Regions from separate parts of the Mus musculus genome. Here all the other regions are linked to region 1. Evidence: chromatin contacts called from public Hi-C and promoter capture Hi-C data. All regions are on one chromosome and are shown on one strand. Each heading gives the region's core, a stretch centred on a gene start, on an enhancer-like site or on the middle of the called end of the contact. The rest is flanking DNA. Distances are from core to core; before and after follow the strand shown. Region 1 holds the start of Nipsnap3b (nipsnap homolog 3B). Region 2 holds the start of Txn1 (thioredoxin 1). Region 3 holds the start of Tex10 (testis expressed gene 10). Region 4 holds the start of Abitram (actin binding transcription modulator). Region 5 holds the start of Zfp189 (zinc finger protein 189). Region 6 holds the start of Rnf20 (ring finger protein 20). Region 7 overlaps Grin3a (glutamate receptor ionotropic, NMDA3A).

Region 1 (3,798 bases), core at 896-3,395:
AAAATGGCAGTTTATAAAGAAACAAAGGGACACCCTCCCTCCCATGTTTGGATGGGGTGTTTAATTTTGACATGTTATTTAGGTGAGCCAAAGGGGGCCTTTGATTGCTGGGCTTCAGTACTTTGATAGCTGGACCTTGGATGTCATCCACAGGAGGAGGAAGTAGCTAGCTTTAGGAATGCACTCTAATGGTTTTTAGCAAGGCAGAGGGAATAAATGAGAAGGGCAAGGCCTGCCCAAGCCATGTTTGCCATGTTTGCCATGTTTGCCATGTTCAGCTGGCATGTTTGTCCCTTTCTACTACTTCTGTCTGCACAGTTGCACAAGTCTAACCTTTGGACAAAATCAAACAAGAATGCCACCGAGGACACTGTTTTGCCAGCATCATAAGTCAACGATCCTGCACCGGGCACCTATTTGTTTTTTGAGGTGAACAAATATATTTTCACAAAAGCCAGACTAAATGAAAAATAACATGGTCGGAAAAGCCTTACCCAAGGGTATATGAAAAGTATAAATTTATAACCTGTTTTGATAGTGTTTAGTTAAGATTAATGTGCACGTGACTTAGAAGTCAGCAATTCAATGGATATGCACTCTAGAGCATTATGTGCTCATAACATAATGTCAGCAATTCAATAGATATGTTCTCTTTGAAATGGAAACGAGAACATGACCACTCCTGGTATGGTTAAGGAGAAAGTTTTTATTGTGGGTCTGAGGGAGAGAACAGCCCAAGGCATCCGGAAGGGTCCAGGCTGAGCATTGCCGGCAGAATAGACGGGGCCATGAGAGGGGAGAAGAGACAGGGGGGAAGAAATGAGGGGGCGGGAGAGAGAAGGCAAGGGGACAAAGAGAGAAGCCAAGAGGAGAACCAAACAAGATAGCATCTAGCCAAGATAGCTGAGGTTCTATAGGAAAGGGGAGGTGGGGGGAGGGCAGTGAAGCTCGGGGCTGGGGTGGTTTAAAGGATTTGGGATGAGAAGTGCTAAGGAGCCAGGCCAGTGTGTGTTTTTAATGTTAAGACAGCCCTGTTAGCCGTTGGTCCCAGGTTTCTCTGAGACCTTACCCTGTAGACCAGAGGTGTGTGCATACTCCAAAGCAGTCTACTGACTGCACCCAAAGCTTCTGGCTACTTGGATGCTAAAAGCTGTATCTTACCTTCATTGTTCATAAAAGGACGGAACAAAGGACAATACTATCAGGACTTGTGACGATTTAGTTAATAAAAGGCATAGATGTCATATTCTAGTTAAGTTGTTGCAAATACATCAAAAATCCCTTTCATGTTCACCACCGCTTGGAATGTCTTACGTACACCTTAAATTGCCATTTAATACCTAAAGAAGCACGCCTGTTTTTCAATAACTTACCTCTATAGTTTGATGATATTTGTTCAGTGTAACTTGTTTTTAGAGCTATGTGTATTTGCTAAGCATAAAATCGTTAGGAGTTTAAAGGCTAACAGGATTTCCAAGTTTATGACGCTAAAACGGTTTTAATCTCTGATGACCAGTAAATAATATAGCTTAGTGTACATTAGTAAATTGGCCAAGAGGCGATTTTCAGGGAAATCATTGCGATTATTTAGCTATTTAATGTTTGTGAACAGTGGACCCAATGAAAGCAGTGTATTTAAAAATGGTTTCTAAATCTTAGTTGGAAAGTCATGAAACCTAGAATATGCTTCACAGAGAACACAAACACGCGCTAGAAAAATATAAATTGTAATTGAAGTTTTTCTGAGGGCCAAAAATCAGAGGCCGTCAGAGGTCAGCTTTCGCATCACACAAAATTATTTCAATCTTCACCTGTGACTCTCAGGCCCTCGGACCCACTCTTCTGGGTTCCAGGAAAATTATCCCATCTTTGTTCGGAGACTCCCAGGCCATGCTGGGGATGGGGTTTGGAGTTGCAATGGGGATGCAGAATACTCTGTGATACAGGAGAAGGCTCGCTGATGGTTGCTACAAGTTCACCCCACCCCAAGAAGCATCCACGCCACGCCCTACATTCTGGAGTGTTAGAACCATACAGAAGAGGTAATGCCCCGGGATGGGGAACAGAACCGCGGACTGCTTTGTGTCCGCACCCTCTGAGCCTCTTGCGCCTGCGGGGAAGGGCGGAGCCACGCCGCCGAGCCACGCCCAGTCCAGCAGGGACCCAATCGAAGTTGGCCCGCGCACCAGGAAGCGAGGAGAGCGCGTATCCGAGCGCCCGGCGGCGGTCTTCCTGCGCGCTCAGGACCGCACCATGCTCGCGCTCCGAAGCGGCCTAAGGACAGCGCTGGCCCCGCGGGTTCTGACGCCTCAGGTAGGGGCCGCGGGGGCGTGCGAGAATCCCGCGCAGGGAGGTGGAACTGTCCTTAGGTGGTGTAGAAACGGGGATCAGGGAGGTGGGTGCGGTCTGTGGGGAGAGCGAGCTTAGCCTAGGGAGGTGGGCGGGGCGTGTGTCGGGCACGAGCAGCCTTGGGAGGTGGGCGGGGTTCGTGGTGCGCGTGATGACGACGCTGCGAGGTGGGCGGGTCTGCAGTGCGGAGAACGGGCCGTATTCTGGGAACTGGGCGGAGCCTGCCTAGTGGAGGCCGGGGGTGGGCGGGGCCTTGCTCTAAGGGGCAGTGCCGGGAGGTGGGCGGGGTCTGCAGTGAGAGTTGTCCTTCGGAGGTAGGTGGGTTTGTGGGGCAGGAACCAGCAACACTGTGAAGTGGGTGGGGTCTGGAGCGTGAGTAGACCCCTGGTCGGTCCAGCCAATGCCCGGTTCAATCGGTACCCAATATTTCGTGAGTCCAGGGTGAACCCACTTGTCAGGTTGCCTCCCTGGACAATGGACAGAGACCTTTCCTTGACACCGGGTGTCCCCGAAGCCCTGAGCATTGTGTTCTTGCAGTCATCACCATCGTGACTGCCACTCATTGAGGGTTTACAGTTCCTGCCTGGTTCAAAAGCCAGGCTTTATGGAGTTCAGGGTAAACCTGGGAGCATCCCGCCCTGCAACTCAGGGTCTGGAGATCTTAAGGGGAGCATGGCTTTGGAGCCTGCTGAAACTGGTTGTGCCTGAGATGGGACTTTCATAAAAAGGAGGACACCTACCAGCCTCAGCTGTTGACCCAGGGCTATTTGTGACTTGAACACCGAAGTTCTTGACTTACTTTGTTTAGGAAGAGCATTAAGAGCTGTCTAGAGACAGACTTTGTGTCGAACACTAAAGAGCATAGTATTCATATGGCCGCTGTCCTCTCTGTCTTCCTAGTATGGTTGACAAAAAGCTCTAATTTGGAGATAGGAGCAAGCAGATTTCTACCCTGGCACTGTTTGTCCCAGCCCTGCAACAGAAAATTACCTCACCCCTTAACAAACACCTTTCAATACAGATTTCTTTAATGCATATTTTCTGTGTGAAAGATTATAGTAAAAGTATCTTTGATCAATAATTTATTTCTGTTCTATCAATACAAATTCCTCGAATCATTCTAAAAGATTGTTATAAGTCTGCCATGTTTCCTTTTTGATCTGGTAAGTTTTTACAAGTTTAGATTATTTTTCTGTGTTTGTGCACCGTGTACATGCCTGGTGTTTGAGGAGGTCAGAAGACAATGGCTTCTCTGGGACTGGAGTTACAAACCATTGAGAGCCTGAATGGGTACTGGAAGTGGAACCTGGGTTCTGCAAGAGCAACAAGTGCAGTCAACCACTGAGCCAACTCTCCAGCTTTTATTATATATTTTAAACTACAAGTATGAAGCAGTTATTTAGAGTGTGATTATAAACAAAAAAAAAGCATTCCTGCCACACCCAGGAA
Region 2 (3,798 bases), core at 504-3,003, 4.9 Mb after region 1:
ACAAAACCATATTCAGCAAATAACAAAGTGTTCTTTGCTTTTTTTTTGAGACAGCCCAGCCTCCTGAGCGCTGGGGATTAGAGGCATGAGCCAACGCCTTGGTCTAACACGTGGTCTGTGAAGCACTGAGCAAAGTGTGTGTGTAGTTCAAGGAATAATTTTATTCTTAAAGATAAACACGGCAAATCAACTGTTGATTTCTGAGCCATTATATCATAGCCTATTATTCCACTCCTGTGTGGAGATTGACCCCAGGGGCCTTTAACTACCCACACAGTCGTCAGAAATAAGGCTACATTTTACATAGTTTAATTAATCAACTTAAGCCCATCACATGAAATTTATGTGTATTCAGTTTAACTTCTGATTCTGGGCGACTCCGATCAGAGCCTTGGTAGCAGGCTTTTGGGGCCCAAGCTTTTTCCGAGTAACTGGTTTCCTGGCACCAATGTACACCGCTCCTATTGGAATGGCAAAGGTTCCATAAGTAGGTCAGTTTAAACAGATAAGGATCCAACTGGGTGCTGGGACTAATATGGCTGGTAGTGGGTGAGCCAACTTTTGTACTGAGACCCAACCAGGTGCTCAAAACTGGAGGGCGCGGACCTGTCTTCCACGGATTTCCTAGTTTAAGGGTGAGCCAGTCTTTCACACATCAATTTCCACCCCCAACCTCCTTTCACTTTTCATTTTATAAATATTCCCCGAATAGTTACAGTGTAACAGGCTCTGGGTTTCCCAATCTGGAGGATATTTTGGTTCTCAGTAACTTTCGAATATGGTAACAGTTTTTCCCTTGGGTATTATTTTTCTTTTCCCAAAGGGCAGGACTTTGTACTTGACTACTCCCTGGGGGAGAGCCCTGGTTCCAGCAAAGCCCACTTATGGAGGGTCAATCACTGAAACCTTAAGGTTGCGAGGCCCCGGGGCCAGACTTTGGGGACTGAGTCATTCCAAAGCCAGAGCTGCCGGAAACACGCCCTGCGACGCAGGAGGAGGAGTCTCTCGGGCGCGGCCTGGACCTTTCTCCTTAGTAGTCACCTGGGGTACCGATCCGAGGGTACTTAACTGGGACCCGAGACCCACCCTCATGCACCGACCTGGCCTGTGTCCTCTAGGCGGCAGGTCACTGATGGAGGGAAACTAAGGCCGAGCCCAGCAGTACAACACACCCGCGCGGCGTGTGGCACCGCGTACTCGAGAAGTGGCGGCTCTCCATCTTTTCCTAGAGATCCTAAATCCTGATTCAGTTGGGGCACGGGAAGGGGGGAGTGTCACAGGAGGACCCCGGTCCATCTCTTCACCTCCGCCAGATTTGGGCTGGCGGTAGGGAGTGCAGCTCCGGGGACTCAGGTGCTGCCCACGAGTGCATCTCCCGTACCCGGCGTTCCAGGGTCCCCTCGTCCCCTCCCCCAGGGCATGCTCCACCGCCGAGGGCGCACACAGGCCCTGGGCCGCTAAGCCCGCGGGGACACCGAGAGTGTCCTCTTCAGCACCGCGGGATGTGCGCGGCGCCCGGGCATGCGTACCTTGCTCTCGATCAGCTTCACCATTTTGGCTGTTGCGGGGAGGGAGCCACACGCGTCTCAGCAGAACCAGATGGAAATGGATCCAAGGCGCCCAACGGAGCTTGCAACCGAGTGCGGCGCCCGCCTTCTCTTTATAGAAATAGGGCGGAGCGCAGCAGGGCGGGGCGGACGGGCACGCGCGGCGGGGACGCGCTTCCCGCCTCCCGCGTCCGCCAAGGCGCCTGGGCAGGCCGCGCCTAGACCACGCCCCCAAGAGGTGGGGCGGTTTTCCAGGGGGCGGAGCCAGAGTCGGCTACTAGTGCAGCCTGGGGACTGTCCTAGCGCTGGCCTCACTCCTGGCTTCCCCGCCCCACTCTAAGCTGCCGAACAAGAACCTTAGTTTATAAGGGGCGGAGCTAGCACAGGCTCCTGGAGCAGCTTCGGGTTTTTCCAGGCTCCAGACGCCGCGCGGCAGCTACCCCTAAGAGCCAACTTCCAGCTGCCTCAAGGGCACTTTAACAGCGAACAGCGCCGGGGTAGATCACGGTCCTCTCTCACACCGTAGAGTCCTTCTGTAATCACACTGCCCATGCCCCAAACTAGACCTAAGTCAGATACTTCCAGATTGGGGCTGGGGACAGTCCCTAGGACTGCCCAGGCAGAGGTGTATCCTTAGACTAGGGCGGCCATGCTGCAGTTCGACTCAAAGTGCTGAGTAACGATGACCAGGAAGTGTCTCAGTGCGCGTCCTCGCCAACTTTCTGGGTAGTTCTTTGCCGCTTCTTTCTCCTCTCTCTCTCCTATTCCTTAACTTTAACAGGTGAACCTGCTACTGGGAGAGGCACAGAGCCGTTTAGAGCCCTGTTCTGTGCCCCATGCACATGTAGGCATGATAGAGATCGGATAGTCTAGCTCCCAGCATTGTCTTGAAGGATTTAAGGGCTTGAAAACTGACTGAGGACAGCGTTTGGCCCATAAGGAAGCACTCAATGAATTATTCTAATTATAGTCATCGCGAGCGCTAATTAAGCTTGCGTGGTGCCTTGTGGGGCCTTGCTGAGTTTGGCTGCCTTGTATTTACAATGACAGTATAGGCTTTGAGGAGATTTTTCCGCCTTGGGAGAGGACGCCAGGAAGAGTCTTCTTCAATGATAACTGAGGTGATGTTCAGGAGGACAGGGCATGGTGGAAGAAGCTAAGATTCTTAAGGTGGCTTTGTGCAGCCCCAAGAGTGCCGCTGTATGTTCTGGTGAAGCAGCTGAGGTGGAGACTGGACAGAGCCAGCATCCTGGGAGGAACTCACCAAGCCTGCATTTGGAGAGCCGATCTAGATAAATCTACATCGAGGTGAAGCACGGGAGGCTAATGAAACTGTGTCTCAGCCACCCTACCCCTACCCACTGGCTTCCCTTGTTCAAAACATTTAAAATACCAGAACCAGTTGTGCGATGTTTTTGAAGGGCTGAGGAATTCAAGTAATGAGTGAGGATGTAGACAAGAGGGAGTGTTCTGAACATAGCCCTAGACTGCGGGTGGATGCTGCCCCAAAGGCAGTAGCCTTCCCTTTAGGACAGCTGAGGCAGAGAGGAACCCCAGGCAGATGAGCAGAATCTATTAATTCTCTTTGCAGCTGTCGGGTCTTTTCAGTCCAGCTACATTCCAGGTTTCTGGCTTTTTGGTAGTCAAACACTGACCTGTAGAACTTGGAAGGGTTCCTCCCTTAGCTGGCACCTCTCCACAGACCCTCAGATGTCCACTGATTCTGCTAGGAAGGCATGACTCCCTGGCACCTGTACAGTACCAATACACATGGGTAAATGTGGGGGATATCGACAATAAGAGAATGAAGAACTGGGAGGTTAGAGTGAGTGTTAAGATTCTTCACAGCTCTGCCAGCTCTCCTGTCTGCATCCCCACTTAAGTAGCTCTGTCTCTCTAGGGCAGTTTATTTAGCTTTTCTGTGCCCCAGGTTCCCTTGCGAAATGAAAATAATACCACCGTATGCTGAAGGTTTGAGTTACAATACTGTATGTGTAACGAGCTGAGAAATGTGTCCACTGCTTAGCACCCTGTGAACCGACCACGTGAACAGCGACAGGCTGTTATACTGAACGGCATCTGTCTGAGACGAGGGCAGAGAGCTGGGGTGGATGGGGCGACTATAAAACAGGTGTTAGTCTTGAGTAATCAGGAAGTTGGCAAAAAAGAAAACAAAACCAAACTAAAAACCACAGATGCTGTAACATGAGTCTCAGAGGAAAAGGGATGTTTGTTTGTTTGTTTTTTTCTC
Region 3 (3,798 bases), core at 510-3,009, 4.5 Mb before region 1:
CTGGCTTTAAAGGGAGCACAGTGCATTTGCCTGTGTCAATACTAGACCTGCAGAAAGACTGCTTGAGCTCAGGCACTTTGAGGAACCTGATCAATACAGCAAAATACCATCTCCATTTAAAAAAAAAAACTATTTCTAGAATCGGTGTGATTCTTATCCAAACATATTTTCTACTGTGGTTATGTATCTATAAGCCAAGGTACAGTTACCAGATTTTACCAGATTAAATAAGTAATTGCCCTGTCCATGCTTACCATACCCAGAGCTGTAAGCTGACAGTTGTTTCAAGCACACATGCATGTGTTAGTCAGCCTCAGGACCAACACCTACCAAACATACAAGCCTCACACACCCAGAAAGCCCCGGGACTCATCCCTTTTAATACAAAGCTGGTTTTTACCTATTAAGCAAGCATACTCTGTAAGTTTTTTCTTACAATTTTATCAGTAGTGTTTCCAGAGATAAAAGAAAACGGTTCACAAGAAAGAAAAATTGACCCTGTGACATCTTGCATTATCCTCTAGGCACTCTTTCACGTGTGATGATGGGTCGGTCGGTCTGTCTCTAGCAATCTACATCAGACCTCATTCTCAGTAAGTTGTGCCGTATCACTTCAAGTACACTCTCATCAGTCTGCTAGGAAAATTATGAGGGCTAATAACTTTTAAATCTCGACAATTATTTACAGAAACATACTGACAATTTTTTTCCCACTAGGAACTTGGTTAAAGTTCCATTAGATGCTGCTATTATTTCCATTTAAAGATTTTCGTAACACTGGAAGTCAAATAGCTCTACTAGACTAGACCACTTTTACAGCAGTAGATAGTACAAGGAAGCTAACTCCAGCCTCGGAGCCTGAGCTCTCACTGGACTTGATCACCTTTTTGGTAAGCTTGAAAACTCACATACACATACACATACACATACACATGCCTGCTGCAGGTCAGTCTTAATGCTAACCTGAGCGGAAGAAAGACTGCAACTTAAGCAGACTCCCAAGTAGTTTGCCCTGCGGCCAGCCCATTACCTTTCCTCCTTATTTCCAACTATTCCCGCTCTCCAAAAGAAAGGAAGAAATCAAGGAGAGAAAGTAAGCATTGCAGCAGTTGGCCTACGGTGATTCTCTCCAACCCTTCGCGTCTCCAAAGTTCCCCAAATTCGAGGGGGCAGAAAGAGAGGGTCCTCCGTCAAGGGGAGGGGGAGGAGGGCAGCGATCAGATCCGCCCGCCCGTTTTCGAGCTCGCACACCAAAAATGGAAACTCCGTTTGTCTTTTTTTTTTTTTTTCCCAAAGAAAAACCATGGTTCCTATACCTCAGTGGACGTCGAGTGGAGTCTCTGGCCCGACCCCCACACGCCGGCCTAACACCCGCCGAGCCTCCGAATCGGACCGCGGCCGCTTGAGGCGTTTCGGAAGCCCCTCGGCCGGCTCTCACGCTCGGGGTGGGGGGACAGCTAGGACCCCGGCCGCCCTACCCGCCGCCACAGTCCGTCCCTCCGCCTGGGCCTCGCGTGTCCGCGCCCCAGAAGAGCCGTGCAGGACAGACAGACGCCGCTCACCTGAGAGCCCGGACGGACCCGGAACGCGGAGACGCGGCGGAGAGCGAGCGACCGTCAAGCCCCGCAGGAGCACGCCGTGAACCGCCGGCCGCAGGCTTTCCGCTCGCTCCCAGAGCGTGTTTTCAAATCGCCTCGTCCTCACGCGGACGCGTCTCCTTCCGCCGCCCGGAAGTGGGGGCCCTCCCTCGCCGCGCTCACGTGACCGCAGGTCGCAATCGCGCGCAGCCGGAGGGCGGGTCCAGATTTGCACGCCACGCCCCCTCTAAGAGGGGCTGCGCCGGAAGCTGGAGGAAAGAGAGGAGGGTCTAGGGTCCAGCAAGCCGAGTCAGGTCTTCCAGCATCCTTGGCTTGGAGGATGTTGGCTGGTTACAGCTTGAAAGGCGGTCTTCTCCCCCCAAGGACTTCAGTTCTTCAAACCTGGAGCTAGAGAAAAGTATAAACTGAGCTTAATTGAGGAAGGAAAAAGTTTCGGACAGCAAAGATAGCATTTCTGGGAAGGGTAACCTGGACTAAAGGCAAATAGACAAATGCTAAGAGGTTACAAACTATACCTTGTGGCAGAGTCCCGGAAACCTAGGACAGGGTTTTCCCCAATTCAACATTTTCAGCATATAATTAACTTCTACTAATCAAAGTAAGTGGATTTAGAGAAATTTGAGACATTAAAATGCCTACAAAGAAGATGTGAAGAAAGAAATCTTGAAAACAAAACCATCTAAAGATTGACTTAGCCACATATAAGGAAAAGCATACAGATAGAGTGTCAGCCTAGAGTCAAATTTGTCTTTGCAGCTTCCTACATATAAGAACTAGAAAAGCCTAATACCTTATATTGAGGTTCAATATACGAAGTAGGGATAAAACGATAATAACTAAATTCAGGAGACCCAAGCATCAGAATTAAGGTCACACCTCCTCTGTGTTAATGAATAAAGAATAAAGCCAAAAAGCCACCACACAGACAACCTCCCCTCCCCCACCGCACCTGCCTTGGGAGTTGATGACATTATATGTAAAACTATAAAATAAAAAAAAAATTATAAAGGCTTATGCCACCTAGATATGCCCCCTAAACTCCAAAATGCTACCAGCTTATTCAGAACTTCTCCCTTCAGCTTTGCAATGTATATCTATCTCAGTATCAACAAGGACTAAAAGATAACTCTGCACATCCATTCTGAAATATTTTCCTACAACCTCTTCACCTTAAATAGCATCCCATCCTGCCAGTTACTCAAGCCAAACCTTAAAAGCTGGCATCTTTCTGAGACCATGTGGCTTCTAACCCAGGAGAAAAACCAGCTGGCTCTGACTTCCACTATTAATCACCATCTCCCTGGCTACCTTCAAGGTCCACATCACCCCGATCAGAGGAAAGAGCCGGGAACACATTTCTCTCCATCTTAGACCCCATACAGTCTAACATTTGCAGAGCAGTTCTCGGAATATTTTTTTATATATGGCAAAGCATGTCACTATAAAACTCTTCGGTGGTTCCCCATGTCACTTACCCCCCCAAATCTAGAGTCCTTCTGATGGCCTCAAATCCTACCATATTGGAACAGTCCTTTGCAGTCCTCTGAGCACTGTTTTGCTATGTTCCCTTTTCTCTCTGTTCCTGTGACCTTCACTTCTTTGCTCTCCTTAAATACAAGAGACGTGTACCCCTTTATCTTTCTAGTTAGACCTTTTCTTTATATTCCTATCTGCCTGAAGTACACAACCCAGTAAATCCACTGGACAAATTTCCCTCACTTGAATTTGCTCAAACATCTTCTACCTTCAAGGTATGCCTATCCTGGTGGCCTGAATTAAAAATCATAACATATTGTCCTACATATAGACATTTCCTTCCTCTGCTCAACATTTTTCTTTCTTAGGGTGTACCACCTTCTAATGTACTGTATAATTTACATACCGCTTACTACCTGTCCCCCTCACTCACCACTAAAATATATGTTTCATGTTGCACCTCTGTTTGGTTCAGTCTATATCCTAAATACCTAAAATAGTGTATGGAGCATAGTAGGCCCACAATAAATATCAACAAAACACATGCTATTTGGTAATGTTCAGCCATAGTTCTTTTGTTTCCTATTTTGGTGTAGAACAGAGATTATAGACTCAGAGAAAAGCAGGCCTGGTGGCTTTGTGTGTGGCTAATATAAATATTAATGGTGTGGGAAAAAAAAAAAGCAGTCACTTTCGAACAATGGGCAATATTTACCCTGAAGGA
Region 4 (3,798 bases), core at 395-2,894, 3.8 Mb after region 1:
TTGCTCCCTACCCATGGGAACTGCTTCCTTCCACTTGCCTTCCAAATTACTTGTTTTTCATTTTTTCTTTTTCTTCCTCCTATAGCAGTTTAAGTAATTCTTCATAATAATCCTGCTGAAATACTGTCTGGCCTCTACTGGACCCTGACTGATAAAACACAGCAAGGCAATCTGAGTTTTTAAAAGAATTACCGAGTTCAGGTCTGGAAAGACTGCTCAGAGGTTAATGAACACTGGCTGCTCTTCCAGAGGACCTGAGTTCAGTTCCCAACACCTACACAGCAGATAACAACTATCTATAACTCCAATTCCAGGGAACCCCATGCCTTCTTCTGGCCTCCATGGTCACTTGGTAAAAAGGCAAACTCATTAATCTCTCTAATGCCCCAATTCTTTTAGCATGAAAACCGACTTCTCTAAATTGTCATTCTGACACTGCTCACTCATTTAACTTTTTGGAGTTACACAGTCCTGTAGTTTTCTCAATGCTTTCAAAGTTAGGAAACATCTTCCAAATGTTTCTAGGATCATAATCTGCTAACAGCCTTCCTTTGGCACCTCCAACTGCACCTCCCTTGACTCCACCCACACATGTTCTAAGAGGTGCTTTCATACAACTTTGATCATGTCCCAAAATTCTGACCATTGATCCACTTTCTCCCCTACCTTCAGGCTTGGTAGCTCACTAAAGGGAAGATTAGATAAACCTATATACCTTGTAAATGAACAAGACCAAACTAAACATTAAACTCACATTAAAATCAATCCTGATATTATCATAAGCTGACCCTTACAAGCATATGAAATGCAACCTGAAAAACAGAGAACCTGCTGATCTCTTATCAAATAATAGCTCATCCTGGCTTGGGACTTATTGTCATCTCTGTTTCCACAAACTAAAATTTGTCTTTGTCTCTTTTTCTTTCACTTACACATCGAGATATTTGCTGGTTATATATCATGGTTCTCAATACGCAAACGAATCCTTTACACAATACCTAAGATCCGTTATGTGACTTACAACAAAACCTTGCCAAATGTTAGGCCCTAAAGACAAAAGACTATAAAATCACAGCCATCACAGAAATCCCGGCTTAGGTACACCAGGTAGGGAAGCACGAGATACACTACTTCATAGAAAAGTCCCAAATGCGAGCGAGAAGGGACCCGCAGCACAGCACAGAGGCCTCTATTTACCTATCACCTTCCACGACAAGCTGGTAGAGGTTTTATCTACACGCTACAAGGAAACCCGCAATTGGGGTACCGGACCCTCATCCCTCGCAGCGCCCCAAGACGGCCCCGGGGAAAACGTGTACAGAAAGCATCCGAAACTCGAAGAAAGAAGAGGTCCACGCCCGGCCCGCCGGCGCGCGCAGGCAGAAGCGCGTGCATCTCCCCTGCACCAGAACAGCCCTGGACAGCAAGACCAGGCCGCACACAGCGGCTCGGACTGGGACGGGCGAATGCTCACCTACGACGCCCTCGAGGCGGCTCCGAGCCCTCACGGCGCACTGGGTTTGGAAAGGAACCGCCGATGCACACGGGAGACGAGAAACACGATCCACTGAAGGGCGAAACACGCCAGGTAGCACCAGAAAGGCGGCGCGGACGTGGCGTCACCCGCGAGGCGCGCTGAGTGACGTCACCGGGTGGGTGTGGCCAGACGCGCCTCCTCAGGAGCTCGAGGGTGCTCAGAGGGTCCAGGGGATCGGGGAGCCCTCACCCGGCAGAGGCAGGACCTTGCTGTCTGCTGTCCCTCAGCTCTTTGACACCCGGTTGTTTTTGCCCCACAGTTGGGCTTTGGCCCAGGATCACAGGTGACTGGGGTCGGGGAGGGAGTTTGGCCGCCAGCCGGGGAGTCGCGCGCGTGCGCACGACACCAACCGGCTCCCACGCGCCGGAACTACGCTCCTGGACTAGAGGGATGGAAGAGCTCCGCTGCCCCGAAGCCAAGCTGGCGCCACCAGAGGTAGTCATAGCTACCGAAGCCCCGCCACCCTCCCTTGTGGATCGATACTTCACTCGCTGGTATAAAGCGGGTAAGTGCGGGATGGTGGTGAGCTCCGCTTTACCGCACGGGTGCAGGCACTTCTGCCACGCGATGCAAGCCACCCGTGCTCTTCCCTGAGCATCCTAGTCCCAGGAATACAGATTTGCGCTGATGAAGAGCTAAAATAGGCGCTTTCCTTCGTGGGAACCGCAGCGCCATGTGTGGGTTGTTTGCAGGAAAGGACGTGAACTAAACTAAGGAACTCCGCGTTGGTCTATCTGGGCTTTCCCCACACTACTAAGGGTTGGTGTGCTTGGAGGGATCAATCCTACGCCGAACCGGGAAGAAACCTTAGGCATGGAGAGAAAAATTAAGAAATGTTAAGGAAGCAGTATCTAGTGTTAAGAAGAAACTGTGCATATTGTCCACTGGACGTTTGAAATAGGCTTCTCTGGTGTTCGTTCTGCCAAGAAAATACCGATACCACCTTTGGGGATCCTCCTCTAGCCTCTATTTTAGCCTTTTTAAATTCAGGGAAACCGGTAGACCCACATATAATATTTAGGATAAGCATCCTAAATTCTCTTTAGGACTGAATTTAAAAAAAAACGTGTGATTTTTGCATACCATCAAGACAGCCTCACAAAACACCACCATAATGTCAGCAATGTGGCGCTTATAATAGTGTTTCTCTAGGTGTACTCATTTTAAAGTGACAAGATGGAGGAGCTAAGAATGTTACCTGCCTTAACACTGAGTAAAGGATTCTATGTAAATTAGGCCACTTAAAATACTTCATAGCCTTTATTTACTTTGCCCACTGTGCTCAGCTTCGCAATGAACAATCTTCATGAACCAAAGGAGGTAATCACGTGGTAAATGCCAGTTCAACAACCTGCGACTCATTTATTCCTCTAGATGTTAAAGGAAAACCCTGTGAGGACCACTGTATACTCCAGCACTCCAACCGGTAAGCAAACCGGGAATCTTAAACTATCAACACTTTCCTTCTGGTAGCTAGCCTGGTGCGGTCTTGGGTCGGGTATGAGCATTCATGAAACTGTCTTCTGTGGTGTTGAAACGGTGTTATAGGAGTGTGTTGGCAAGTCTTGTTCAGTCATATACTGTTTGGCCAACCTGCACCAACCACTGTACTGCTGGACCTAAGGAATGGTTCCTTGTGGAGGCATATGTCATGCTCTGTGTACACAGTCTTGCCTTGCTTCTCTGCTATCCCCGCTTACTAAAGTCTTGTGGTACTTTTCCCTTCCCGGGAAGGAGATTCAACTCTCCTTTCTCCTCTTGTTATTAAGCTCCCCGTGCTACACTTAGGCTCCAGTCTCAGCAAAGAGAAGGAGATAATCGGACTAGATGGAGGTCAGTGTGGATAGTCATCTCTCAGCAGGAGGATGTGTGTTACAGGAGGAGGGTTCTGACCATGCCTTAACACAGGACTGACTGTTTCTCTCCTTGTAGAATCTGTGTCATCACACTGGCAGGATCCCATCCAGTTCTTCAAAGTGGCAAAGCCATTCAAAGGATTTCCTATCAGATCAGTAACAATTGCAGCAGACTTGAGAACAAAGTATCTGGGAAATTTAAGCGGGTATGTTTCTGTAATTCTGTGATTTTTCTTTTCTCCTGTGATTTTTCTATTCTCCTGCTATGATGGATCCAGTCAGCCGTAAGACTTTTTCTAGCAGTTCAACAAAGTTTTCAGTAAAAACACTCACCCCTGCCCCCCAAAGTATATCAAGAAGCATAGTGAGTACCAGAAAGTTCTGGGATCCCGTTCTTCTTATCCT
Region 5 (3,798 bases), core at 957-3,456, 3.5 Mb before region 1:
AAAGGCTGCCTCTGACCCCCTCCCAATAAACCTCCCATGTGAGACCTGCTGCACGGTGTGATTTATTTAGAACCGTGACGCTTATTTCTAACACTCCTTCCTCCTCAAGTTGCTTAGGTCATGGTATTTTAATCACAATAGAAACCCTAACAAAGACAATAACAAACATAAAAAGAAAGCCAGCACTAAGGTGAATTTATAGTAATAAATGACTACATCATTAAAGATTTTAAGCAACTTAATATTGAACCACATGAAACTAAAAAAAAAAAAAAAAGAAAAAAATGTAAATCCCAAAGTTAGCAAAACAAAAGCAATCATAAAGAGCAGAGCAGACACAAATCTCATAAAAAGAAACCAACAAAACTAAGGGCTAATACAGAAAACCTCAAAACCTCATGTAATTAAAATCAGAAATATACGGCGATACAAGAGATGTTTCACAAATAAAAAGTTACAAGAAGGAGCTTTACAGGCTGCAGAACCTAAAAGAAGCAGTTAAAGATCCCAGGTACATATAACCCTAAACCAAGAAAGAATACAAAGCCTCCGCCAGTCAATAGCAATCAGAGACATTTAATAAAGAGTCAGAAGTCGAGGGCTGGAGAGCTTTGAGCTCAGAAGTTAAGAGAACTCGCTGCTCTTCCAGAGTGCAGTCCTCAGCACCCACCTCAGGCTGCTAGCTCACAATCTCTTGTAACACCAAACTCAGGGGATCTGACGCCCTCTTCTGTCCTCCGAGAGTATCAGCACACATATATTTATACATACACATATGGACATAAATAAAATAAATCCTCAATAAAATCAGTGGTTTCTCTAGAGAAATAATAAATCACCCCCCCCCAAATGATCAAGAAATCTGGTTTGTTTATAACAGCAGGAAAAAAATATTTAGGAAAAAATAACCAAGCAGGTTAAAGATCTATACTCTAAAACTCTAAACCATCCATGAAAGAAACAGAAAACACACATATAAATGAAGAGACAGTCCATGTTCAATGACTGTTCCATGTCTGCACTACTTAAATACTTAACTCAAAAAAATCGAATGGCTTTTCCCAAAGACATAAAGAGCAATCTTAAATTACGAATAGCTGCAGCAATCATGAGCAAGAAAAACATGGAAGAAATTATGCTTCAAGATTTAAAATTCTAACACAGAGCTATGATGATTGACAATAAACAAAACAAACAAACAGAACGCAAAAAGGGATGTAAAAAGGTGGGATTGGCCTGACTGCTGAAATCTCTCCTCTATGTGAATATACATCACTACATCCATTTACACCTTAAAGAACGGTTACCTGAAAAATGAACAGTTTATCACCAACTGCCCCCCTTCTCCTATGAGGACAAAGATTTGGTCTAATTAACCACTTTATCTTTAATATTTATCATATAGTAAACACTAAAATATCTGTTGAGTGAAAAAAAAAAGAAATGAACTTGGGACATCTGACACTAACCAGGGAAAGGTTAGAGTTAATACATGGGGTGAGGATTCAAACTTCTAACTTAATACGTTCGTTGTTCTCTGAGGTCCCAGCGGTTAAATTTTCAGGCCCTAAATATTATCTAAGTAATATACATAGATCCCACAGGATGCAGTGAGGAAAACTGTGGATAAGCAGTTAAGTCACGGGGCTTCTGGATCCACCATGTGCGTGCTTCTCTTCAGTGGGCCTCAGTTCCCTCCCGTGTGGAACTAAAGCGTGGGAAAGAGAGTACTGCTGGGTACACACTTAGAGACACGGAAGGCATTTAGAAACTATTTGTTGTATGCATCAGTGAAATCTGGGAAAGCGCACCGTGTTGCCGTTAGAAGCGGTCCTGCCAATCGCAGAAACGTAAGCTTTTAGCTCGGATCCCTACTCCACGCTAACTCCTGAAGGCTCAGGACCAGGGTCCCATCTTAACCCTCTGAACTCGTCCCCTCCGCTTCTGATTACTTACGTGGAACTTAGACCATTGAGAAACACTCAGATTTACCTGGATCGAGACCAAAATTCTCTACGTGTTGCCAAGGGAAGCTTCCACAGCCAGCCTCTTCTTGCTAACCGAGACACGATCAGCGCCGCCATTCTCGACAAGCAACCCAAGAGCGCCAGACGTGCCCGACTCAGCCAATCAGATGAGAGCTTACTTCAGCGGCCCCTGACGTTGCCCAGACCTATGCATTCCGGGAAATGTAGTTCGCTTGCCATTTACGGAAGAAGGCGGTGGCTCGCTCCCTGGGCATGTTGGGAGTTGTAGTTGGAGCGGTTCCGCGAAGGCTCCGGGTAACGCCTTCTGGTCCGGGGGTGGTCGGTAGTAGTGCAGCTTGACTTTGAGGCGGAGGAATTGGCAACAAGGAGGAGATATTACAGGGAGACCCTAAGGCTAGGCAGCGGGACAGAGGACTGGGTTTGGGGTTGGAGGACAGCCAGACAGAACGTCTGATATGCCCCTAGGAACTTGACCGCTCCGAGACAGAGGCAGGACCACACCAGACCCATCCGGTGAGCCCCTTCTCGCCGAGCCTTATTTCCAACAGCCATCTAGGCCTCATCAGAGCCCCAATGTCGTGTGGCTGCTATTCCTGAACGAGGCGATGGCGTCCCCAAGCCCACCGCTGGAGCCAAAGGTGAGTTGCCCTTTCAAGAGATCTCCGTTATTTCGCCACTCCCAAGACAGCAAGGCCGCGCCATCACCTCTTCCCCTGTCCCCCTCCTGGCCATTTCTACAACTCTTAAGAAAGGACCCCAGTCAACTCCTGTGTACCCCTTGCTGCGGGACATACCCCTTGCTGCAAGGTGCTTTTAGTTCACTTACAAACTCCCCAAGGCCCCTTTTTCTTTTTTCCTTTCTTTCTTTTTTTCTTTTTTTCAAGAGTAACTTGATAAATCGGCTGGGGAAAATTAAGACTGCTCCAAGTTAGATCTCATTTATGAGTTTCTCAGGTGAGGCACTTTTTTCTTTCTTTTCTTCTTTTTTTTTTTTAAATCTCGTCTGTCCTCTGCAGCTAGCACAATGTCTGAACTCAAGGTGAGTGTTTAGAAAACCTAATGGAACTGCGTCGAATTGGGTCCCAAGCTGGTGTGGGTAGAAGCTTGGGGCGAACAGTGAGGCCAGGGAACGTTGGGGTGGTCTTAAGGCTGTTAACTAAAAACAGTCGTGGTATTAGTGTGTAATAACGAAAGCAGAGAAGACCTTCAGTTTGGAAGGCGTGGATCTAGACCAGTCCAGATCCTTTTCAGTGTGAGGTGCCATGAATTGAGCACCTTTTGGAACTCTTACTTACCGTGTTCCTCCTAGTGAATGGGAGCATGGTAAAGTGACAATAACTTCTCCCACTTTCAGTGGAGAGACCACTGGAACTGACTACAGAGAGAAAACAATTCCAGCAGTGGCTGACATTTGAGGCTATGGCTATGTTTCTTACTCAGGAGGAGTGGGGTTATCTGGATCCAGCTCCGAGAAGCCTGTATAAAGATGTCATGATGGACAGCTACGGAAAGCTGGTCTCGCTGGGTAAGAATGCACGCTTTTTCTAACTAAAATATCTAATAAGGTACTAACACTTAAACCCAGAATGCGTCAAGCAGTGTAACTGACACCAGCACTATTTTGTCCCAACCTTCTGATTCGGATCTTTCTACAACTCTGGTCTCCCTCGCTTCCTTGTTAGCAAAGGCTGGCTTTGGCAGCTTCAGAATCTCATTCCCAGACGGCTCTGTTGGCTCTGTACTTTCCTTCCCGGTTCATCTTCCCACGGCTCTCCTCCCACCCTCTTTTCACTCTGCCTTCTGGAGCCTG
Region 6 (3,798 bases), core at 693-3,192, 3.4 Mb before region 1:
TGGGACAAGCAAGTCCCAGATCCGGGAGTGGTGGTACACCACACCTTTAATCTGGGACACACTTTCTGCTGGAGGCCTACATCGGGACACTGAAAGAAGGAAGATTCACTCTTTGCCTGCTTGCCTTGTGGAACTGAGCAACTGCTAGATCCTTGGACTTCCATTCACAACTGCTGCTGACCATTGTTGGGGAGTTGGACTGCAGACTATAAGTCACCAACAAATTCCCTTACTAGAGACTACCCATAAGTTCTGTGACTCTAGAGAACCCTGACTAATACAACCTTCTTGTCTCATGCACAGGTAAGACTAATCAAGTACAAGAACACCCAAATTCTTTCTACTGCCAGAAATTCGGTGTGGGTTAGGTTTTCCTCCAAACATATTTACATGTATTTTTTAAAAAGGGTATAGCAGCCATTCTTACATCCCTGTGCCTTTATCTGCTGTCATTGGTTAATTTGCCACAATTTCAGAAGCCACACTGCTTTTCAAGGGCAGATTAGATCGATTGCCTTTTTATCATTAAAATGCATTTAGTAAAATTGAATGATGTAGTTTATTTCTAACGTAAAAAAAATATCAACGCTCAATAAATTTTAAACATCCTGGTACTGGCCTGGCAAGATGGTTTAGTGGGTAAAGGTGCTTGTCACCCCGAGTTCAGCCCTTGAGACCCGAGCCTTCGAAGTACGACCTAGCTCCAAAAGTTGTCCTCTGAGCTTTACATGTGGGCACTCGAACACCTATGCACACATTAAAAAAAAATCATATTAAGACGGGTACTGAGATTACAGACTAATTGACTTGTTCTTAATTAACACCCTCCTCCCCCCCCCCGACCCCCCCCCCCCCATCCCCAGTGTCTCTGGTCAGTATCTTATCCTCTCCAAACACTAAAGCAGTAGTTTCCAAACCTGTGATGAGAATCCATAGGGGGAAGATGGGATGGGATGAAGGTGGCTTTATTTTTTTTTTTATTTTTTATTTTTGGTTTTTGAGACAGGGTTTCTCTGCGTAGCTCTGGCTGTCCTGGAACTCACTCTGTAGACTATGCTGGCCTTGAACTCAGAAATCTGCCTGCCTCTGCCTCCCAAGTGCTGGGATTAAAGGCATGCGCCACCACCGCCCGGCGAAGGTGACTTTTTAACCCTACAAGAGACTAAAGTTCTCCAGCTGAGTGTCATTTGCAGGTAGTGCTAAATAGAGACCCCGCTTATTTATTTTGGCCTTCCCAGACAGGAGTTTCTCTGTGTAGTATTTATTTATTTTGAGGCAGGGTTTCTATGCATAGTATGTATGTATTTATGTGCTTATTTATTTTGGTTTTTCAAGACATGGTTTCTCTGTGTAGCTCCGGCTGTACGAGAACTCGCTTTGTAGACCAGGCTAGCCTTGAACTCAGAGGAATCAGCCCGCTTCTACCTCCTGAGTGCTGGGATTAAAGGCGAGTGCTACCATCGCCGTGCTGGAATCCCCTTTAAGGAAACTACACAGAACTAGAAATCGGTCAAATTCCTTGAGTTTTACGCAGGCTATTTCATCTCTTTAAAGAGTGCTCCACCCACACCTCAGGTAAGGGCGCTTGCCCTTTGGGAGATGGACAGGACCATCAACCAATTAGCAGCTTGGATGAGATAGGACCGCCCCCCCAACACAAAACATAAACAAAACGCTTTCCGTCAGTAATAATAATGGACCTTAAAAAAAAGAAAACAAAAAACAAAAAAACCGTACACAATGCTTCGCGTTGAAGAGACCGGTCACTTTGGGACTGGAGTCTGAAACAGTCCCCGCCCATCCCAACACAGAGGCGGCAGCGCACACGCAGAACTGACTGCGCCCCCTCCTCACGCGTCACTTCCGCCTGGCGGTCTCCCACACGTCACTTCCGCCCTCTCCTCGCCGTGCCTCGGGTAAAGTTGAAGCAACTTCCTTTTCCTTTTCCCTACTTCCTCTCCGTGCCTCCGCCTCCGTGGAGCTCAGTCCCTCTCGCAGCGGATCCCAAGTGAATCCCTTGGAGTCCCTCTCGGGCCTTCGTGAAGAAGCGCTGGGAGCCGCGCGCTCCCTGCGGCGGGAGTTGCCAGAGCCCAGGTTTGCTCTGTCGTCTGCTGCTCCCGGGCCGTGAGCGGCGAGGACTCTCGGGTCCCATCTTCCCGGCCTGTAGTTAGCCACGCCGGAGCCAGCGGCCAGCGCTCTCCAGTCAAGCTGCGCTCTCTCCTCAGCTCCCGTCTCCTCTCTTTGCAGGCGAGGTCCAACCCAGATTGCTGCTTGCCATTGACGCCTCGTCCCGGAGTTTGGATCGGAAGCCGGCTGGATGTAGACCCCTGATGGCCGCGGTGCTCGCCATCTAGCATCCATTCCACCTCCTTGTGAGTTTCGGAACCAGAGTCAGGTAGGAAATACTGAAAGAGCATCCCGTCTGAACAGATAAAGAAACGGGGATTGTTGGCAGGTTCGGTCTCTAAAGGCAGCCCGGCTCCCCAAAGGAAGCGCTGGGGTGCTCACCTACGTCTGACATCTGGAGAACTAACTGCTCAGGGAGCGTTTACAAGGCTCTGCAAAGAGAACGCTTGCATTTCTGGGTGCTTAGTGTTCATCTGACATTATGCTAAGTTGTTTCTATAACTATGCCATCCATTTGTTGCAGTAAGTCTAGCAACATGTTGTTGTCCTTCGTTTAGGAAACCGAGATTCAGAGATAACTGACTTGTATAGGATTAATGACTTAGCTAATGTTTCCCACGTCTCTTGCCCCAAGTCTCCTAATACTTTAACCTTAACCTCTGTCATAAATAAACTCTCCTTCTTTTAGTTTTTTGTTTTTGGCATCTCAGGAAGTGAGAATCCTGAAATTTATTCATAGCTTCTCTATTATTTGAGTAGAATTTTATTTGTTATTAGCATCTTGTGTAGAAATTTATAATCCTGTCAATCCCATTCCTCAACAGTTCCCCTCCCCCTTCTCTCTTGATTTAGGGTTGATGGGTTTTGTCGTAGAATTATTTGATTTAGGTTAAAGAGTTGGCCTGAAAAAAATTACTAGTTTTTATATACAGGTACTTTATATTGTGGCATGTCTGCTTATCTTGATTCAGTTCATGTTTTCTATTTTTGTTTCTGTTTTTTCATTCAGAAAAATATAACTGTCATCTTATACCAAGATGTCAGGAATTGGAAATAAAAGAGCAGCTGGAGAGCCGGGCACATCTATGCCTCCAGAGAAGAAGACAGCTGTTGAAGATTCAGGGACCACCGTGGAAACAATTAAGTTAGGAGGTGTCTCTTCAACGGTACGAGAAAACGAGGCTGCAAAAGTGTGCTTGGCTTCTGTCAGTTGTTCCTGAAAGTAGAAATTTATGGAAGCTTCTTGAATTAAGAGATAAGCATTAGCAAAGAAGAGGGAAATAGATGAATTGATGTGGTGGTCAGTTCTTGAAGTGAGGTGTATTAATTTATGTTTGATCTGTATTTGCAAGCTGTGGTGTTTATTTTATTTTATTTTATTGAGAGTCTGACTACAGTAGTCTTTGCTATAGTTAATTGGCACTTTTCCCTTACTGAAAAATAGGTGCCGTGTTCTGAGAGGCACCCTAGCAAAGCCTTTGAGAGTGCTAGTGCTGAATGAGAGTCAGATCAGTGCCCGGGGTGTGTGTGTGTGTGCGTGCGTGTGTGTGCGCGCGTGTGTGTGCGCGCGTGCGTGCTCTCTGCCATATCTCTTGGCTGTATGGCCTGTATTATCTGTCCTGTGCCCGTTTGATTGTGAAATGAATCTGTAGTACCTGTGTGTGACATTGG
Region 7 (3,798 bases), core at 611-3,110, 3.3 Mb before region 1:
CCCCTTCTAGCAGGTAGACCTCTTTCTCTGTGAATCTACATACTTGGCCTCCTTATAATGACACCAGTCATTGGGTTTAGAGCCCAGTGTGACCTCATCTTAATTACTCCTTCTAAGACTCCTTTTGCAAACATGGTCAACGCCTTAGGTTCTGAGGAAACATGAATTTGTGGTACACTGTTCAATGCAGTGCACTGTGAGTATCTGCCCTGCTTTAGTCTCTGAACTTTGCTCATGCTTAGTCTCTAGATTCTTGAAAAATTTTTTTTTTCTATAAGGTACCTGCATTTTCTCTCCCTCTCTTTAGAAAACAAATAGGTAAAAAATCACCATCACCATCACCACTACCACTGATGGCAACAACAACAACAACAACAGCAACAACAGCAACAACAGCAACACAGAGGAAGCACACACTCATACATCCTAACAACATAAAATAGCAAACCATTATATACAAGCAAAAGAACCGTAAGATAAAAATGCCCAAACAAAGCAATATGAGACAAAGTCTACAAAAACATCATTGAGTTCCTTCAATGTTTCCCATCCACTTCTGGCCATGGGACCCACCCTTAAGTATGGTTTATATACCCAGGGAGACTCAATTAGGGGGAAATAATTTTTTCTTTGCAAGCTGTAGTGAATCAGAAATAGCTTCTTGGTCAGGGATGGGGACTTGTGTCCACACCCCTCTCAGCATTGGGACCCCATCTGTCTTAAACTGGTGCAGGCTGTGCACACACTGCCACAGTCTCTGTGAGTTTCTATTGACCGTGTTTCTTTTCAGGTACATTGTCTAGTTTTTCTGATTTATCTACGTGACTTCTCGAGTGTCTACTTTATTTGGAGGCACTGGAAATTTAAGACAGGTTTTTCTTTTTTTCCCTAGAGTTCTTATAGTTTAATATACATTAAGAAGAGATGCATTAAAATACTCTGATTAAAATTATGTTTAAGGCCGTAATGTTTATGTTATTACTGAGTGCTATTAAGTAATATGAGATATATGAGATCATAAAAGGAGGTTGATTTATATTGGTCAGCTTCTGTTGGGATTCGAAAAGAGAGATACTAGCTGTGAGTTTGTTCTGTTGACTCTTCGGTTTATTTATTTATTTATTTATTTATTTATTTATTTTGTAGCATTGGGATCAAATCAAAGGCCTTGGACATGCTAGGCAGGTACTGTACCATACTGAACTACATCTGCAGTTCCTTCGCTGGGGCTTTGTAATATGAAGGCATTAGCTGAGCAAATGCCAGTGGAGAAGAGCATTTGAGAGGGAAGAGACAATTGCAAGTTTAGGGAATCCAAGGCAGGGAACCCATGGATTTATCTTCATTCTATGAGAAACATGGCACAGCTGGGATGAACCAGAGAGTGGCCCAAGAGGGCACTGAGAAGTGATCAAGGCCAGGTATCACAGGGCATGTCGCCGTTTCAGCCATTTCAGATTTTGTCCCAGAGAACATGGCTGACAAACAGAAGAATGAGTGGAAGGCAACTAAAGGAAGGCAGGTGCAAAACAGACCTCTTAGCAGACGTCTGTAGTGAGCCAGGTGAGGGATGACAGCTTGGACAGAGCGGGGACACTGGAGTTGACAATAGACGGCTATTATCTGAGGCCTAATTTGTAGAAGATTCGGCTTGTTGGTGATTGGAAAAGGTGGACAAGAGAGGTGTGAGCACCTGTGGCAGTCTGAATGTATGGGTAGGTGCGCAGAAGTACCACCGCCAAGACTGCAAAGCCCAGGAGGAAAAGCAAGCAAAGAGGGAACACTGCGGCTTAGACTTCTGACAAGTGAAATCTGAGATGCCTGTAGGATATTCAAGAGGAGATGTCAAACAGGCAGGCAGAGCTGCATCCTGTTGGGAATTCTTGCCAAATAGAGGCTATTTGAGCAATTATTGGCTTTAGATGTGTTTTCTTCTTCCTTTTTAATGTCAGGATGGCCTTGTACTTGTTTATTTGGCTCTTCCCTTTAGAGTATTTGGGCTATGGCACTAGTTACACTTTCCAGTCTCCTATTTTAATCATCCAAATTGTGCTCTATTTTGCAAACTCCTTTTTAATTACACCATAACGACGCAATATTTCAACCGGAAGAAAATTTTGACTATTTGTGTGCCTTAGCCCAGGCACATAGGAACTCTGGCTGAACAATAAAAGCAGTGCTATTGTTTTCTGCTCTGAAAAGTTATTGTGCTTTAATCTGACAATTACTAGTCAAGGTGTGGATAGATTTAAAACTGACAGTGTTTTGAGTTAGACTTTAAGGTATGATGTGAAATTCACAGCAAAACCATCAACGGTTAAAGCAAACAGTATTTAGGTTAGTCCCAGAAATTCTTGCTATAATTTGTAAACATTTCTTTCATACTTAACAGATTTCTCAGGATAGTTTATAGAACAGAAGTGGAAATTTAGATTTTTTTTAATCCATCAGAATAAAATCACATTTAAATCTAAAACTTGTATCACTGACCAGTACTATAGGAATGGACACTTTTCAATCAAATCCAAATGTCATGGAGTATGTTGGTACATTGTTGATCAGAGAGTAAAACTGAAGGTGTGTCTTGTGGTTTCCAAGGGGGAGCTATACAAAGCACCAGCATCATCAGCATCAGCATCTTTCCTTAGCATCATCAGCATCATCTCTCCTTACCTCAGTGACAGCAAAGCTTCTCTTTCCGCAGGGAACCACCTTGTACCACTTGTCATGAAGCACATCCATAAACCCATGAGACTTGTACTGACTGATGAGCTCAGATATGTTAGAGGTCAACGGAGAGTTGGGAGGGAGACCAATGCCATAGCCTAGAAGAAAATGCAACCGCATATGAGTTCTTCATGCTGGTCTGAGAGGTGCCACCATCCTTGTATGATATTGCCTCTGGATATGGTAGCAAGGGCATGGTGAGTCTGTATTACATTTCCCCAAAAGGGCTCCACAGAATGCCCCTCGAATCAGCCAGATCTCTGAGAAGATGCAATGAGTCTGCCCTTATTTTCTGTTTTGGTTTTTTTTTTTTTGTTTTTTTTTTTTTGAAGCAGTCTCTGAAAGTTTGGAGCTAAGACGAAAGGATGGACTATCCAGAGACTACCCAACACGGGGATCCATCCCATAATCAGCCATCAAATCCAGACACTATTGCATATGCCAGAAAGATATTTTGTTGAAGGGACCCTGTTATAGCTGTCTCGTATGAGGCTATGCCAGTGCCTGGCAAATACAGTAGTGAATGCTCACAGTCATCTATAAGATGGAACACAGGGCCCCCAGAGAAGCTAGAGAAAGCACCCAAGGAGCTGAAGGGGTCTGCAACCATATAGGTGGAACAACAATATGAACTAACCAGTACCCCCAGAGCTCGTGTCTCTAGCTGCATATGTAGCAGAAGATGGCCTAGTCGGCCATCAGTGGGAGGAGAGACCCCCTTGGTCTTGCAAACTTTATATGCCTCAGTACAGGGAAACACCAGGGCCAAGAAGCGGGAGTGGGTGGGTAGGGGAGCAGGGCGGGGGGGGGGGAGAATATAGGGAACTTTCGGGATAGCATTTGAAATGTATATAAAGAAAATATCTAAAAAAAAAGAAGCAGTCTCTGAGTCCCCCCCGTCCCCCCGTCCCCCCGTCCCCCCCCCCAGGTCTGGGATTCCCTAGCCATCTTTCCCAGTGAAACTGCATGTGATGGTGAATCTTAATTGTCAACTTGATTGGACTGAGCAGTGCCTAGGAGACTAGGAAAGTACACCATTGGGTGTGTATGTGAAGGCACTTCTAGAGAGGG

The links. Promoter capture Hi-C pulls out the DNA fragments that hold promoters and counts their contacts. A called contact is a pair of places that touch in the nucleus more often than the background predicts. Capture Hi-C pulls out chosen DNA fragments and counts their contacts.
Region 2: a contact with region 1 is called in a promoter capture Hi-C map of pancreatic islet. The contact joins the promoter of Txn1 here to the promoter of Nipsnap3b in region 1. A contact is called at or near these places in 2 of 484 Hi-C or Micro-C datasets (CD4 T cells and regulatory T cells) and 1 of 9 other capture datasets (pancreatic islet).
Region 3: a promoter capture Hi-C map of pre-B cells shows a contact between it and region 1. The contact joins the promoter of Tex10 here to the promoter of Nipsnap3b in region 1. A contact is called at or near these places in 2 of 39 promoter capture datasets (cranial neural crest and pre-B cells).
Region 4: a contact with region 1 is called in a Hi-C map of regulatory T cells, with 5 times the contacts expected there. The contact joins the promoter of Abitram here to the promoter of Nipsnap3b in region 1. A contact is called at or near these places in 1 of 39 promoter capture datasets (cranial neural crest) and 2 of 484 Hi-C or Micro-C datasets (CD4 T cells and regulatory T cells).
Region 5: a contact with region 1 is called in a promoter capture Hi-C map of pre-B cells. The contact joins the promoter of Zfp189 here to the promoter of Nipsnap3b in region 1. A contact is called at or near these places in 6 of 39 promoter capture datasets (the C10 cell line, cranial neural crest, frontonasal cranial neural crest and 3 more) and 7 of 484 Hi-C or Micro-C datasets (CD4 T cells, LSK cells, the MNK3 cell line and 4 more).
Region 6: a contact with region 1 is called in a promoter capture Hi-C map of pre-B cells. The contact joins the promoter of Rnf20 here to the promoter of Nipsnap3b in region 1. A contact is called at or near these places in 8 of 39 promoter capture datasets (the C10 cell line, cranial neural crest, frontonasal cranial neural crest and 5 more) and 6 of 484 Hi-C or Micro-C datasets (B cells, CD4 T cells, Th1 cells and 3 more).
Region 7: a contact with region 1 is called in a promoter capture Hi-C map of second pharyngeal arch cranial neural crest. The contact joins the enhancer-like site here to the promoter of Nipsnap3b in region 1. A contact is called at or near these places in 5 of 39 promoter capture datasets (cranial neural crest, frontonasal cranial neural crest, maxillary cranial neural crest and 2 more) and 6 of 484 Hi-C or Micro-C datasets (3T3-L1-derived adipocytes, the N1E-115 cell line, cerebral cortex and 2 more).

Annotation. Positions count from the first base shown.
Region 1 is chr4:53,009,735-53,013,532 of GRCm38.p6, forward strand. Nipsnap3b (nipsnap homolog 3B) reads left to right here and starts at 2,146. Exons shown (of 6, transcript NM_025623.3): 1 at 2,146-2,313. The coding sequence starts at 2,254.
Region 2 is chr4:57,954,658-57,958,455 of GRCm38.p6, forward strand. It overlaps Txn1 (thioredoxin 1), which reads right to left and starts at 1,754. Exons shown (of 5, transcript NM_011660.3): 1 at 1,530-1,754. The coding sequence starts at 1,553. It overlaps Gm35344 (a long non-coding RNA gene), which reads left to right and starts at 1,786. Exons shown (of 3, transcript XR_881303.3): 1 at 1,786-2,855.
Region 3 is chr4:48,471,704-48,475,501 of GRCm38.p6, forward strand. It overlaps Tex10 (testis expressed gene 10), which reads right to left and starts at 1,760. Exons shown (of 15, transcript NM_001355740.1): 1 at 1,563-1,760.
Region 4 is chr4:56,800,685-56,804,482 of GRCm38.p6, forward strand. It overlaps Abitram (actin binding transcription modulator), which reads left to right and starts at 1,645. Exons shown (of 6, transcript NM_001081420.1): 1 at 1,645-2,042; 2 at 2,912-2,963; 3 at 3,470-3,599. The coding sequence starts at 1,928. Elp1 (elongator complex protein 1) reads right to left here and starts at 1,647. Exons shown (of 37, transcript NM_026079.3): 1 at 1,475-1,647.
Region 5 is chr4:49,518,970-49,522,767 of GRCm38.p6, forward strand. Zfp189 (zinc finger protein 189) reads left to right here and starts at 2,207. Exons shown (of 3, transcript NM_145547.3): 1 at 2,207-2,626; 2 at 3,429-3,513. The coding sequence starts at 2,594. It overlaps Mrpl50 (mitochondrial ribosomal protein L50), which reads right to left and starts at 2,114. Exons shown (of 2, transcript NM_178603.4): 1 at 1,993-2,114. The coding sequence starts at 2,084.
Region 6 is chr4:49,630,118-49,633,915 of GRCm38.p6, forward strand. It overlaps Rnf20 (ring finger protein 20), which reads left to right and starts at 1,943. Exons shown (of 21, transcript NM_182999.2): 1 at 1,943-2,094; 2 at 2,248-2,395; 3 at 3,137-3,293. The coding sequence starts at 3,165. It overlaps Gm45952 (predicted gene, 45952), which reads right to left and starts at 1,835. Exons shown (of 2, transcript NR_168526.1): 1 at 1,738-1,835; 2 at 541-746.
Region 7 is chr4:49,700,046-49,703,843 of GRCm38.p6, forward strand. It overlaps Grin3a (glutamate receptor ionotropic, NMDA3A), which reads right to left. Exons shown (of 9, transcript NM_001033351.2): 6 at 2,674-2,825. Among named protein-coding and RNA genes, the nearest start is that of Ppp3r2, 20 kb to the left of the region's middle. Within about 2 kb of position 1,861, at least 2 of the 459 cell types and tissues checked have an H3K27ac peak or open chromatin away from gene starts, as enhancers often do. A contact at or near this core is called in second pharyngeal arch cranial neural crest, where this site is marked.